Regions from separate parts of the Sus scrofa genome. Here regions 1 and 2 are each linked to region 3. Evidence: chromatin contacts called from public Hi-C and HiChIP or PLAC-seq data. All regions are on one chromosome and are shown on one strand. The core of a region is the stretch at or near the end of the contact, and the rest is flanking DNA. Distances in the headings are between cores, read along the strand shown.

Evidence for each region. Hi-C and Micro-C count contacts between places; a contact is called where the count stands out from the background. HiChIP or PLAC-seq counts read pairs in DNA pulled down with a chosen protein or histone mark.
Region 1: a Hi-C map of skeletal muscle shows a contact between it and region 3, with 3 times the contacts expected there. The contact joins the promoter of RSL24D1 here to the enhancer-like site in region 3. A contact is called at or near these places in 13 of 47 Hi-C or Micro-C datasets (embryonic fibroblasts, epiblast stem cells, fetal liver and 7 more) and 1 of 2 datasets of contacts at active chromatin or transcription factors (skeletal muscle).
Region 2: an H3K27ac HiChIP or PLAC-seq map of skeletal muscle shows a contact between it and region 3. The contact joins two enhancer-like sites. A contact is called at or near these places in 3 of 47 Hi-C or Micro-C datasets (embryonic fibroblasts and skeletal muscle) and 1 of 2 datasets of contacts at active chromatin or transcription factors (skeletal muscle).

Annotation. Positions count from the first base shown.
Region 1 is chr1:116,610,017-116,613,823 of Sscrofa11.1, reverse strand. RSL24D1 (probable ribosome biogenesis protein RLP24) reads right to left here and starts at 1,489. Exons shown (of 6, transcript XM_003480359.4): 1 at 1,354-1,489. The coding sequence starts at 1,434.
Region 2 is chr1:115,991,560-115,995,354 of Sscrofa11.1, reverse strand. All of the region lies in intron 5 of NEDD4 (E3 ubiquitin-protein ligase NEDD4), which reads right to left. Among named protein-coding and RNA genes, the nearest start is that of NEDD4, 52 kb to the right of the region's middle. Within about 2 kb of position 1,719, at least 1 of the 83 cell types and tissues checked has an H3K27ac peak or open chromatin away from gene starts, as enhancers often do. A contact at or near this core is called in skeletal muscle, where this site is marked.
Region 3 is chr1:116,257,894-116,261,862 of Sscrofa11.1, reverse strand. PRTG (protogenin) reads right to left here. Exons shown (of 19, transcript XM_021094927.1): 15 at 426-608. Among named protein-coding and RNA genes, the nearest start is that of PYGO1, 33 kb to the left of the region's middle. Within about 2 kb of position 2,327, at least 11 of the 83 cell types and tissues checked have an H3K27ac peak or open chromatin away from gene starts, as enhancers often do. A contact at or near this core is called in embryonic fibroblasts, fetal liver, fetal skeletal muscle and 1 more, where this site is marked.

The DNA.
Region 1 (3,807 bases), core at 240-2,739, 350 kb before region 3:
TGTAATTCTTTAGCATGTCAAAATCTTCTCATTAAATACAGATTCCTAGATCCTCTTCCCCTCCCCACAAAGATTCCAATTCAATAGTTATGGTAGAAATCAACATTCTACAACTCTCCAGTGATTCAGAATCAAATTTAAGAAACAGAGGAATGAGACTCATTCTGTTAAGAAAAGGCAGTCAGGTATCACTCCCGAAGTCTTTCACAATGTAGCCTCATACAAACAGGCCTCAACTTAACAAGGGTTCATCTTTCCCATGGTACAAACGCCATACACATTCAGTGGAAACCAGACTTCAAATTTTGATCTTTCCCCACTAGCAAAACCCAGTACAACTCTCTCCAGATGCCCAACAGCTAGTCAAAGCTCCCAGTCAGCCACAAGACTACGAGGGTGAATACACACAATCATTCTGTTTTTCAATTTCAGTACAGTATTTAATAAGTTACATGAGATATTCAACACTTTATTATAAAACAGGTTTTGTGTTAGATGATTTTGCCCTACTGTAGGCTAACGTACGTGTTCTGAGCACGTTTAAGGAAGGCCAGGTTAAACATGATATTCAGTAGGTTAGGTTTTCACGTTTGCAACCTAAAATGGGTACTGAGAAGCAACCCCATCGAAAGTCAAGAAACGTCTATATGTTTATATTTTATGTTTACACAGGTACCTTTTTTATAGATTTATATTTGTATTTAAAGCCCTATCCCTAGCCTCTATCACCACCTGCAATCCGTCACCGGCTTAAACAGAGACGTAACTGCTGCACTCTGTACCCTTGGTCAAACGGTCCGTTTTCCTCCCACCTAGAATGCCTTCTTTTCACGTTCTTAAGCAAAATTCAAGATTCAGGATAAATGTTACCTCCTTTCTATACCTTTTCACATACCAACTACTCCCCAACTCACCTCCAGTAGCTTCATAACACATTACTATTAAGCCATATGCAACATTTCTATCATAAGACCCTATGGCCGACCCGGGTCTTATTTATTTATATATAAAGGGGCCTCGACAATGACGCTTGACAGGGCATGCTTTCAACAAAGTTAAGACCTTGGCCCCTGTACAAGAGTGGGCAAAAAGACCGCCGGCTTCCCAGTCGGGGCTTGCTGGGATCGCTCCTGAGCCTCATCGCGGCCCGCTTCATTCAAGGACGGCCTAGTAACCAGCTGTGGTCGGGACGCAGACAAGAAACTCCCCAAGTGGGAGATCAAGGTCTGAGCCCCTAGCGAAACCACCCTCACGCGCGGAAACCCCGGGCCAAAGCCCGCAAGCGCAGAGAAACCCCAAGCCGAGAGGCCCGCGGGAGCGCAGTGCGGCGCGCGAGGCTCCTGGCCGCCTCACCTTGCAATCGTTACGGACGAACATCATGCCATGGCCTGGGTAGATAGGCCCCGAACAGAAATAACACTTCTCAATCCTCATGCTGAACGCGCGTGGGAACCCGCCCGGCAAACGCCGAGGTTGAAGGAAGTGACGTAGCCCCGTCACAGGAAGTGACTCCCTTTTCAGGTCTCCACCCGGAAGTGGCAATGGTCCTTCGCTCTTGCCGGCCCCCGGAAAGTGATCCGAATGTGACTGCGCCTCCTCGCGGCTGCGCCCGCAAAAGCGCTGCCTTTTGGCGCAGGCGCAGGAGACAGAGTCTGAGCGGCTGACCTCTCTGGGAAGGTGTGGCGTAGTTCTGTGCAGACGTCTGAACTGGCTCGTTTAGTGTTTAGTTTTTGGACTTACCGGGTCGTATAATGTCACCTTTTACTCATGTAATTTTGTCTCCGGTTCGTGCTTTCGCCAGACGGCTCTCCACACTTGTCTAGAAATCCCTTTGTCCACGGCCGGCGCGAGCCCCGACCCTTATTCCGGTCCCAAGCGGACTTGCCTAGTGTCCGCGGCGGGCACTTGCAGCCGCCGCTGCAACCGAAGCAATTGACCAGGCTCAAAGGACCTCACCAGCAATGTTTTAAAGACTCATAGCTGTGTTCACCACCCTAACTCCCCACCGCCTTTTAATATATATATAGATATAGAGAGAGATAGATACAGATATTAAAAAAAAAAAAAATTCCACAGGAAACGAAGGTTCTCTCCCCAGACCTCTAGTCTTTTCCAGTAGCAATCACTTCCTTTTATCACCTAGCAGAGGTTTTATGTGCATAGACAAACATGTTCTTTTGTGTGTGCGTATCTCCACTCCCTCTTCTTTATAACTTTAATGAGCATCATGTTCACTGTCTTCTTCATCTTGCTGTAATCTGCCTCCCTTCAATGGAGTGTGAGCTCGATGACCCCAGGGACTTTTGTCCTTTTGTTTATCACTATTCTTCCCAATCCTATTAACAGTTCCTGGCATATAATTAAGCATTCAGTACACGTTTTGTTATCAATGAATACTAAACATTGTTTTCCATAGTTACATATATGCAACTGCAGGAGAGTGTAATTTTAAATGGTTACCTATGGAAGGATATTTGTTTCCTATTTTTTGACCTAATAAGCATCCTTATTTTCAAGAGTTTATCTGTATACAGCTGCTGGGCCTCTGTGCACTTTTAAAATTTGGTAAATAAGATTAAATGCCTTCCAAAACATTATACCAATTAACACTTAACAACAATGAATAAGAACGATAATTAATCAAGTTTTTGTCAAAGGTGATCTTCGCCAATCTGATGTTAAATATTTTTTCATTACTAACTTGCATTTATTTATGAATGGGCCTAGGAGTCTTCACAAATGTGTGAAAATTTTTCCTCCACAAATTGCCTGTTTGTGTCCTTTACAGTTTTCTACTATGTTGCTGACTTCTTTAATGACTGCACCCTCTGCATATGGAATTTCCCAGACCAAGGATTGAATCCAAACTGAAACTGCAGCAATGCTGAATCCTTTAACCCACTGCACTGGGCTGGGGTGAAACCCATGCCTCCACAGCCACCAGAGCCACTGAAGTCAGGTTCTTAACCCACTGACTTTCCACAGCGGAAACTCCTGTGTTGTTGATTTTTAACAGCGTTTTTCATAGTAAATTTAGAGCATTGCCGACATTTATACATTATTTTTCCAATTTATCAATACTATATTGCTTACTGTGTTTTTCCATGCATAAATGTTTTATTTATATGTGTCCGAACTTAACTAATCTTTTCTTCTATGGTTTTGCATTTGGTATTTTGCTTGAAACTGCATTTTCCTCTTGAAAACTGCTTTCCAAAGATTCTTCTCTATTATTTTTATAGTATCATTTTCCACATTTGAATTCTCAGCTAACCTGAAATCTGCTTACGTATAAATAATAACATAGGATTCCAATGGGGGATTTTTTTCCAATACCATGGTTTGACTAAGACATCACTTCCCCAACTAATTCAAAATATCACTTATCTACAGGTCTACCTCCGGATTCTGCTTTGCTCAACTGTTTATTATTATTATTATTATTATTACTCAAATGAATTTATCACATTTGTAGTTATGTAATGATCATAACAATCCAGTTTCACAGGATTTCCATCCCATAACCCAAGCATATCCCCCCACCCCCCAAACTGTCTCCTCCGGAGATGTTAAGTTTTTCAATGTCTGTGAGTCAGCATCTGTTCTGCAAAGAAGTTCAGTCTGTCCTTTTTTCAAATTCCTCATATCAGTGAAAGTATTTGATGTTGGTGTCTCATTGTATGGCTGACTTGTTCAATTGTTTTAACTATATATGCGCCAGTTCCAAAATACTTAAATTATGGTAGTATTTAAAATAATTGGGTTTACCTGCAGTCTACTCTTCCTTCCTTGGCCTTATTCCTTGTT
Region 2 (3,795 bases), core at 470-2,969, 270 kb after region 3:
GAGAGGAAACAAACCAGCAATTACTTAATATTTTATTTATCCAGAAGTTTAAAAAAAATCTTTAACATGGATATCAAGTGTTCTATAAACACAGATTAGGCAGACAAATTTTTTCCCCAAAAAAACTATTATGAACTGTCATCTAGAATTGGTTTAGTCAGAAACATTTTTTAAATTTCCTGAAATCTGGCAAGATCTTCCAAATACAGAAATTTAAAAAATCTTTTTAAGTTCAAAACACTTAAAATACTTTGGAAAGGCCAAACTACATAAAGAACAGTTTTGGTTAAGATTCACTTGAGTTAAATTACTGATATAATAATGCAAAATTACCAAAATAACAAATTTATAGGGTAACTAGAAAATTAAGGAAAATGCTTAGCAATTGAAACCAAATTCAAAAATATAAAATTTAGAATTTAATATGTTAAAGAATGAGTTACATTTTAGAAGGCACTCTTAACTGGTAGCTAAAGAAAAATAGGGTGGAAACAAAATTCCTGTGGCTAAGGGTATATACAAACACAAATGCCATTTATTTTTCCTCTGTTTTAAACATTCAGAACAACAGTTTTTATTGATGATCTAATAAATATATGTATTTTAAAGAAACATTTTCTCTGCACTCATTTCTAAGAAGATTTTCACATTTTATGTAAGCTTTTTATTTTTTGACATTTTAAGCAGCTTTCTATATTTTTTTTCCACAATGCTTAAGGAGAGGAAGAATACTAAATGAGCATTTGTAAAAGTAGGAATAAAATCCTGAGTTAGACATTTAAATATTATGCCACTTGAGGGAAAAACATACTGAGGTAAAATGTTATGAAATAATTTATTATTTAAAGCTTGTTTTTATGCTACAGAAATGTTTTATGGCTCATATCACTTTGGAAAGTTCTTTTTAAATGAATATTTTCTACACTGATAAAATAACAGCTAGAGAGAAAAACTACTGGGCATTTTTTCAGATTCACAAATGTAAAGTTCATGACTACAAAGTACTTGCTAGCTAAGGACTAAAAAATACATAAAAGTGCCAAGTTATAATAAACTTAACCAAATATTTCATAAAGTTATTACAGTATAAATTAGTATTTATCAAGACCAAAGGAAACTTACCTTACAAGAATGCTTTAAAGAATTAGATGGATCATTTGTGAAATCTCTGTTGCTGTCTCTTGTTAAATTATCAACTTTACCTTCATTTCCAGATGCAAACTTTATGAGCAATTGAGATGGTCCCCCCTTAGAACAATTGTGCTTAAGGCTGGATAAACAGGAAATATTTGGATAAGTTCCTCCCAATGAAATACTTCTTCGTAAAATAGCATGGTTTTTGTTTATCTGTAAGTTTGGTCTTTCCAACTGTCTGCTGATATTGATTTGACAATCTATATTTTGGGAGGATGGTAAATATGCAGATGTCCTATGCATACGCTTAATATACTCTGAATCAGAGTTAAGCTTAATTTCTGACATCCCTGGTTTACAGTCACCATTTGCTGTTTCACAATTTAATGTAGTTGCTTTCTGTTGGGTGAAATGCACTGAAACACAAGAATATCCTTCAGATGACTTTTCACAGGCGGTCTGATTTGGACTATTATTTGCAATAACAGTTTTCTTTTGTAATGAGCCCTTCCTGTGAAGGGGTCGTATGTCTCTTACTTCTCCAGGAGTAGAGGTTGTTTTAGACAACCGAAGTCCGTTGACAGCTGTTGAAAGAAATCCCTTAGCATTAGTGCCATCTTCATTGTGGGCAACTTCACTAGGAGAAATAACAAACTGGTGTGAGGTCTGATAGGATCCTTTGCTCAGAAAAGTACCTGTACTTGTAGGAGAAGTTGGTGGAGTATTTGAAGGACTCCTAGGAAAAATGACTAAGGATGAACAACGTTTTAGAGGAATTTTTGAGTTCCTGATCATTGGCAATTTCATGATCTCTAGTCCATGATCCAAGTCATCCTGGACAAAGGGAACTGTACTTGTACTTCTTGACAAAATTTCACATGGAGCAGTATTCCTGTTTGGCACACTTCTATTGGAGGTGCTGTCAGAAGACAAATTTCCACCAAAAAAGGTATCATCAGTTGGCGGAAAACCACAACCACTGCTGTCGCTGGTGATACTGTTGGTGTAGGAACCTCCACTGGTGATACTGGTGCATGACCCATAATCGCTACTGTTGCTGCTATAAGACCCATTCTCACTGGCTGAAAAGTTACTAAGGCTACCACTGCAAATGACAGAACTGCTTAAAAAGGTACCATCATCCACAGCACTCAGGTCGTTATCAACCACAGCACTGCCATCCTTCAAGACACAAGTAAATGAAGCATCATCACTGCCAGCTAAGACATGGCTAGACTGAAGACATCCACTGTACCTTGTTGGCTGGAGTGAAATCTGCAGACAGCTGCTCTTTTTATTAACATTTTCAGGTGAAGGAACAGATGATCTTTCCTGAGACTTAACGTTTTCCTTTATTAACGGAGCTAGTGCAGTTTGTCTGGGAGTCAGCTTCATTTGAACCACGTTAGAGGTTGAAATCCGTGTTGGTCTTGTGAAGCACATGTGAATACTGCTATCCAAATCATCTCCAGAGGTTTCTGACAAAGGGTAAGTATTGCTTCTTCTGGCTGCAAAGTGCAATCGTAAGCTTTGTGCCATTTGTTCTCATTTCCAAACATGTTAAGGGCTGAAAGTCATAACAAAGATCTCTGTCGGTAGACAGGCTAGAAGCAGCTGCACTGCATCGAAAGAAAAAATCATTTGTGGTGCCTAAAAGAGCTCGTAAGTAGTGGTCTTTATCCTGAGTAAAACCTTAGAGACCAGATATCGTAGAAAGAAAAAGACGGCCCATTCCCGAGACTGACGACTGACGTTTCCAAAATGTCTTGAATCGCTTGTAGTCAAAATGCCTTCACTTACAAAGCACTTGATTTCCAGCGACCTTTAAGCTGAGCTCAGCTGCAGCACACTGCCTCAAACACTGCCAACCTTGTTTCAATTATACCTTCTCCAATTTGCATGAATGAGTAACACAAGAACAACAATCTTCTAGCATTTCAAGTTGAAACAGTATTTTTCACTCCAGCTCTACTAAATGAACATTTAACTATGTGAATCACGGTGCCTATACTTTCTCCAGCAGTTTGACCACTAATATTTTTACCCATAGGGATAGAATTACAGGAAGTTGGTAGGAATGAAACCCCATGTAATTGAGTATCAAATCAAGGATTGAATTTCCAAATAGTGGTCATACTGGAATCTAGTCAACTTAGTAAATGTAGAAAGGAATATAGACTGTTAATTTTTTTTAAATGAGTAAGTTCAAACAGTTGTATAAACTGGGAAATATCAAAACTGAGGTGAATTAAAAATTTAGCATTAAATCAAATAGATACATATTTTAGCTTCTAAAACACGATGTACTTATAAAAAGTGAAAGCTTAAGGATCGAAATACAAAATTAGCCTAGTAATCTATTGCAAAAATTGAGCATACATCTGAGAAAAAAAAAATTTTGAGAGAAGCTGTCACCAAGCATTTTCTCCTGTAATTTTAAGGCCTTTTCAGCCAAGCAGTACAGTCTTTAAATGATGCCATTTATATTTGGACTATTAAAACTCTGCCAAGAAATAGGCTAAGAAAACATTCCATTAAAAATATATGCAGATTAGACAGAAAAACTATACCCCAATATAGTTTGAGCACACAAGATATTTTATTCCACTGTCTCTGCAATTCATTCACTTAAGAGAGTGTTGTGGTAAGTAAAGAAGTCTA
Region 3 (3,969 bases), core at 1,078-3,577:
TTTCTCTCTGGAAAGGCTGTGTGTGTGTATGCTGAAAACTCTTAATGAAAACCATGCTCTTAGCCTGAACACCACAACCGCCACTTCTGTTTATTTCCACAAAACCTCCTAGGATGCTTACTCCCATCAGTTTCCAGGTGGTGTGACTTTTGCATCCTGGTGGCTCCCCAGTTAGGAAGAGTAGCTGGGCAGACAGTAGTTGAAAACTGTAGTAAATTCTGAGGTTAGTGTGTCTACTTCTAGGACTGCAGCTAGAGCCATCCACCCTCACAGCATCAGAGCCTCCCCAGTAACCATTCAAGGAGCCAAGTACAGGTTTAGGGATATGACATGGTAGAAGTGGAAACAGAGCAGAGGGGAGCTGGAAAAAAAATATGTGTTCTTTCTTTCCCTAAGGAAAACAATGGTTGTGGCAGGATACAGACCTTTGGCATCAGCAGAATCTAAACGCTTGGGCCTCTGATTTGATTCAGGGCTTTCCTTTGGAAGTACTGCCAGCTCCACAGAATTTGAAAAGGGTCCTTCTCCCACCTCATTGGATGCAGATATCTTCACAATGTATATATTTCCTGCCACCAGGTTTTCTAGTAAAGCCATGGTTATCGCCCCTATAAATATATCAATTAAAATTAAATAAACTTCATCTTTTGGTCATTCTAACAATCACACAATCACGGATAAAATATCTTTGTGATTATAAAAGTAGAACATCTGTAAAAAAAGATTAATATAAATAAAACTGACAACCTCCTAATGTTAACATTTTGGTGTATTTCAAGCGCGTGTGTGTGCGTGTACCGTACATGTGTGAATACATATTTACTACATGCATTTTTATATCCTAGGGTTTTCATTTAACATTGTGCCATGCACCCTGCCCTACATAAACCTTCTCTGCAATTTTATAATGATCTTATAAAAGAAGCATGTATTTTTTTTTATTTTTATAAGTAAGCATATACATATTTTTTTATCAAAGATATAAGCATATATATACAATGTTTTACTGTTTATGTAGGTATGGAAACAAAGCATTAAAAACACTTTCTTATGGGATATTTCAAATATAAGTACAGAGAAAATAACACAATGATTTCAGATTCAACAATTACAATTAGACTTTAAAAATCTAATGTAGAGTCTTTTTTTTCCTCTCAGAAATGTTTAAACCATTTATGGTAATTGTTCTGATAGATGATTTTGTTCTTATTTCTTAAATTAGAAACAGCACAATTATTTTTGCAAGTATTAATATATTTTTTATTCTCCTAATCATTATTTAAGATTTCTTGAATGTTAATAGGCAAGAAAATACTAAAAGTACGTAGAAACCTAAGTGCTGAAGCTCTAGACCTCAGATTAGCATCAAAATTATCACAGCAGCCCGACTAGCATCTACTTCTCTCCAAAAATAATCACTTACACTTACATATATTTTGTACTGAAAGGTCCCTTCTCTGATGGCATTACTGCTATGAAGGAGTTTTACTTGGGCACTGCTATTTCTTGTCGGGGGTGGGGTGGAGGTGTCTTTCCACTCTTGTTCTACCACAGCACAAAAGTATTTTTCCTACAAAAGGGATTCCCACCCTAGGAATTAGTCCTAATATTAAGAAAGAAGGTGTAATAGAAATTCTGTCAGGAAATAGTTCCTGCGCTGCGTTTGTGGATGGATTTTCACAGGAAAACTTAGTTTCCCTAAGGTGCTGCTTCTCATTTTTTCCAGAGGCAGGGCAGCCTTAGAATAGCTTCAGAAGCTTACAAGAGATTTCAGCAGTCACCTCCAGGTCAGAGCTGGCTACTCTAGTGCACTTGCTACAGTGTATTTCATCATGCAAGTTTGATCTTAGAGCTGAGGTCATGATTCAGAGGCCACCTCTGCAGGTCACATGGTGGGAGGTAGCCCAACCCAGTGGCAGCACAAGCAGCTGAACCCAGTTTGTTTTCTTGAGCTCTGGTTTCAACTTGGCCTGGAGAGGGTGTGAGCTACTTGAGTACACAACTGTTAAATAAACAACTGACCCCTATTTAGAATCAGAAAGAGTCTTTCCACTGTTACAAAAGCAACAATGTATTGCAACATGTTACAATTAGCTAGAAGGAAGGATATTTCAATTTCTTCACAAATAGACATATAAATAAACAGAGTTTCCATTTTATCACAGAGTACATTTCATTTTAGAAAGCACTTGGCAAAATCAATCACTACCTGAAATTAAAATTCTTGCACTTAATTTAAATATTACAAGCTGATGAGTATGTGGGTATGCCTGCTCCCTTGTCTCCCAGTCTTCCTTCAGACAAAAAAGGAAACTGTAACATTCCGGTTCTTCTCTGAGCACAGTTAAAGGAGCTTCCAAATATTAAAGCCATCTGACTGTCCCCATATTCTTCCAGCAAACTGTCTCAATTCCTGCTGGTATGATTATTTTGGTCTCTAGCCTTTTACATGTGTCTGAATCTTTAGCAGACTAGAAGTTTCACAGACCAGACAGTGTAATAAGCTCAGCCTTGGATCAATGCTGATCAAATCCTGGCATGTTACCAACTAAGTAATTTGCAACTTGGGGCATGTCACAGAACTTTACTTTCCTTATGAGAGCAATAATTCCCAACTCTTATTGAAACAGGCTGGGACCTGGGACACTCTGCTGCAGTGCTTGTACCTTGACAGAAGTCTCACCTCCTTGAGCAACAAAACACACACACACACACACAAAAAAGAAAACTATAAGGGACTAAAAATAACTGTGTGCATGCACAGTCTGGGGCAAATTATGAACTAAAAGATAAAAAAAAAAAAAAAAAAAAAAACCCAAAAACTCAACTGCCACTTTGGAGGCTTGGGAGGAAAAGCAAGGCACTATGCATGCGCCCTGCACACAGCACCCCTGAGGGAAGGCGGATCGCCTAAGCCAGCCCTTCAGCCCCATGCCAGGACCCATCCCTACCCTGACCCTATTTAAGAGAGCAGCTTGCCCCTCTTAGGGAGTGAGCAAGGGAGCCTGTTACTTGTTTTCACTCCCTTGTGCTGAGTCTTAATAAAGCCTTGCCTGAATTTGGCTGGCCTCTTATCAATTTCTATTGATTAAAGAGTCCAAGAACCCTGGTCAGTAACAATATAATTATTACAAGGATTAAATAAACTATCATGGGCAAGTGTCTGACACACACATATATATGCTCAATGAAAGTAAGTCTTCTTCCTTACTCCTGATCTCCCCTTCTTCCCTTTCTGGAAAACAGAACAATTTTTCACATTTTAACTGCTGAAGGTGGCTAGCATAATACTTTATACAAATAATTCTCAGTAAATATCAACTGAATTTATATTAAAATATGAGATGTGTGTTACAAAAGGAATGTTCAGTTAAAATATAAAAGCAAAGGGTGAGATTCAAGGTTGTGCAACAGGAGGGAACCTGGGACTATTTGTTGCAGTGGCTGCAATGCTTGCACCTGTACAAACATCTCTTTGAGCAACAACATACAAACGAAACTCTAAGGGACTAAAAATTATATGGGGCAGTTGGAGCAAATTATGGGCAAGAGGATACAAAAAACCTAAAAAGTCAATTGCCACTTCTGAAGAGTGCAGAGCAAAACCAGGGTGACAGAAGCAAAAGTAGAGTCTATGTCCTGCACACACCACCACCAAAGGGGTGGAAAGACCACCTAAGCCACCCCTCTTGCCCAACCCCTGGACCCATTCCTACAGTTGCTCCATATAAGGACCAGCCCCCACTGTGACCTCAGGGCACAAGCTAGCAAGGCAATCTGTTGTTTGTTTTCACTCCCCTGCTGCAGCAAGGGCCCCAATTAGAGCCTTGCCTGAATTTTCCTGTCTGGTGCTTATCAATTTCTATGGATTAAGAAGGCCAAGAGCCCTGGATTAAATGCCCGTGAGTGTAGTCTTACTCCTTTCTCTTTTCTGTCCATGCTAAGTGATTTTTTTTCTAGTTTCAGTTT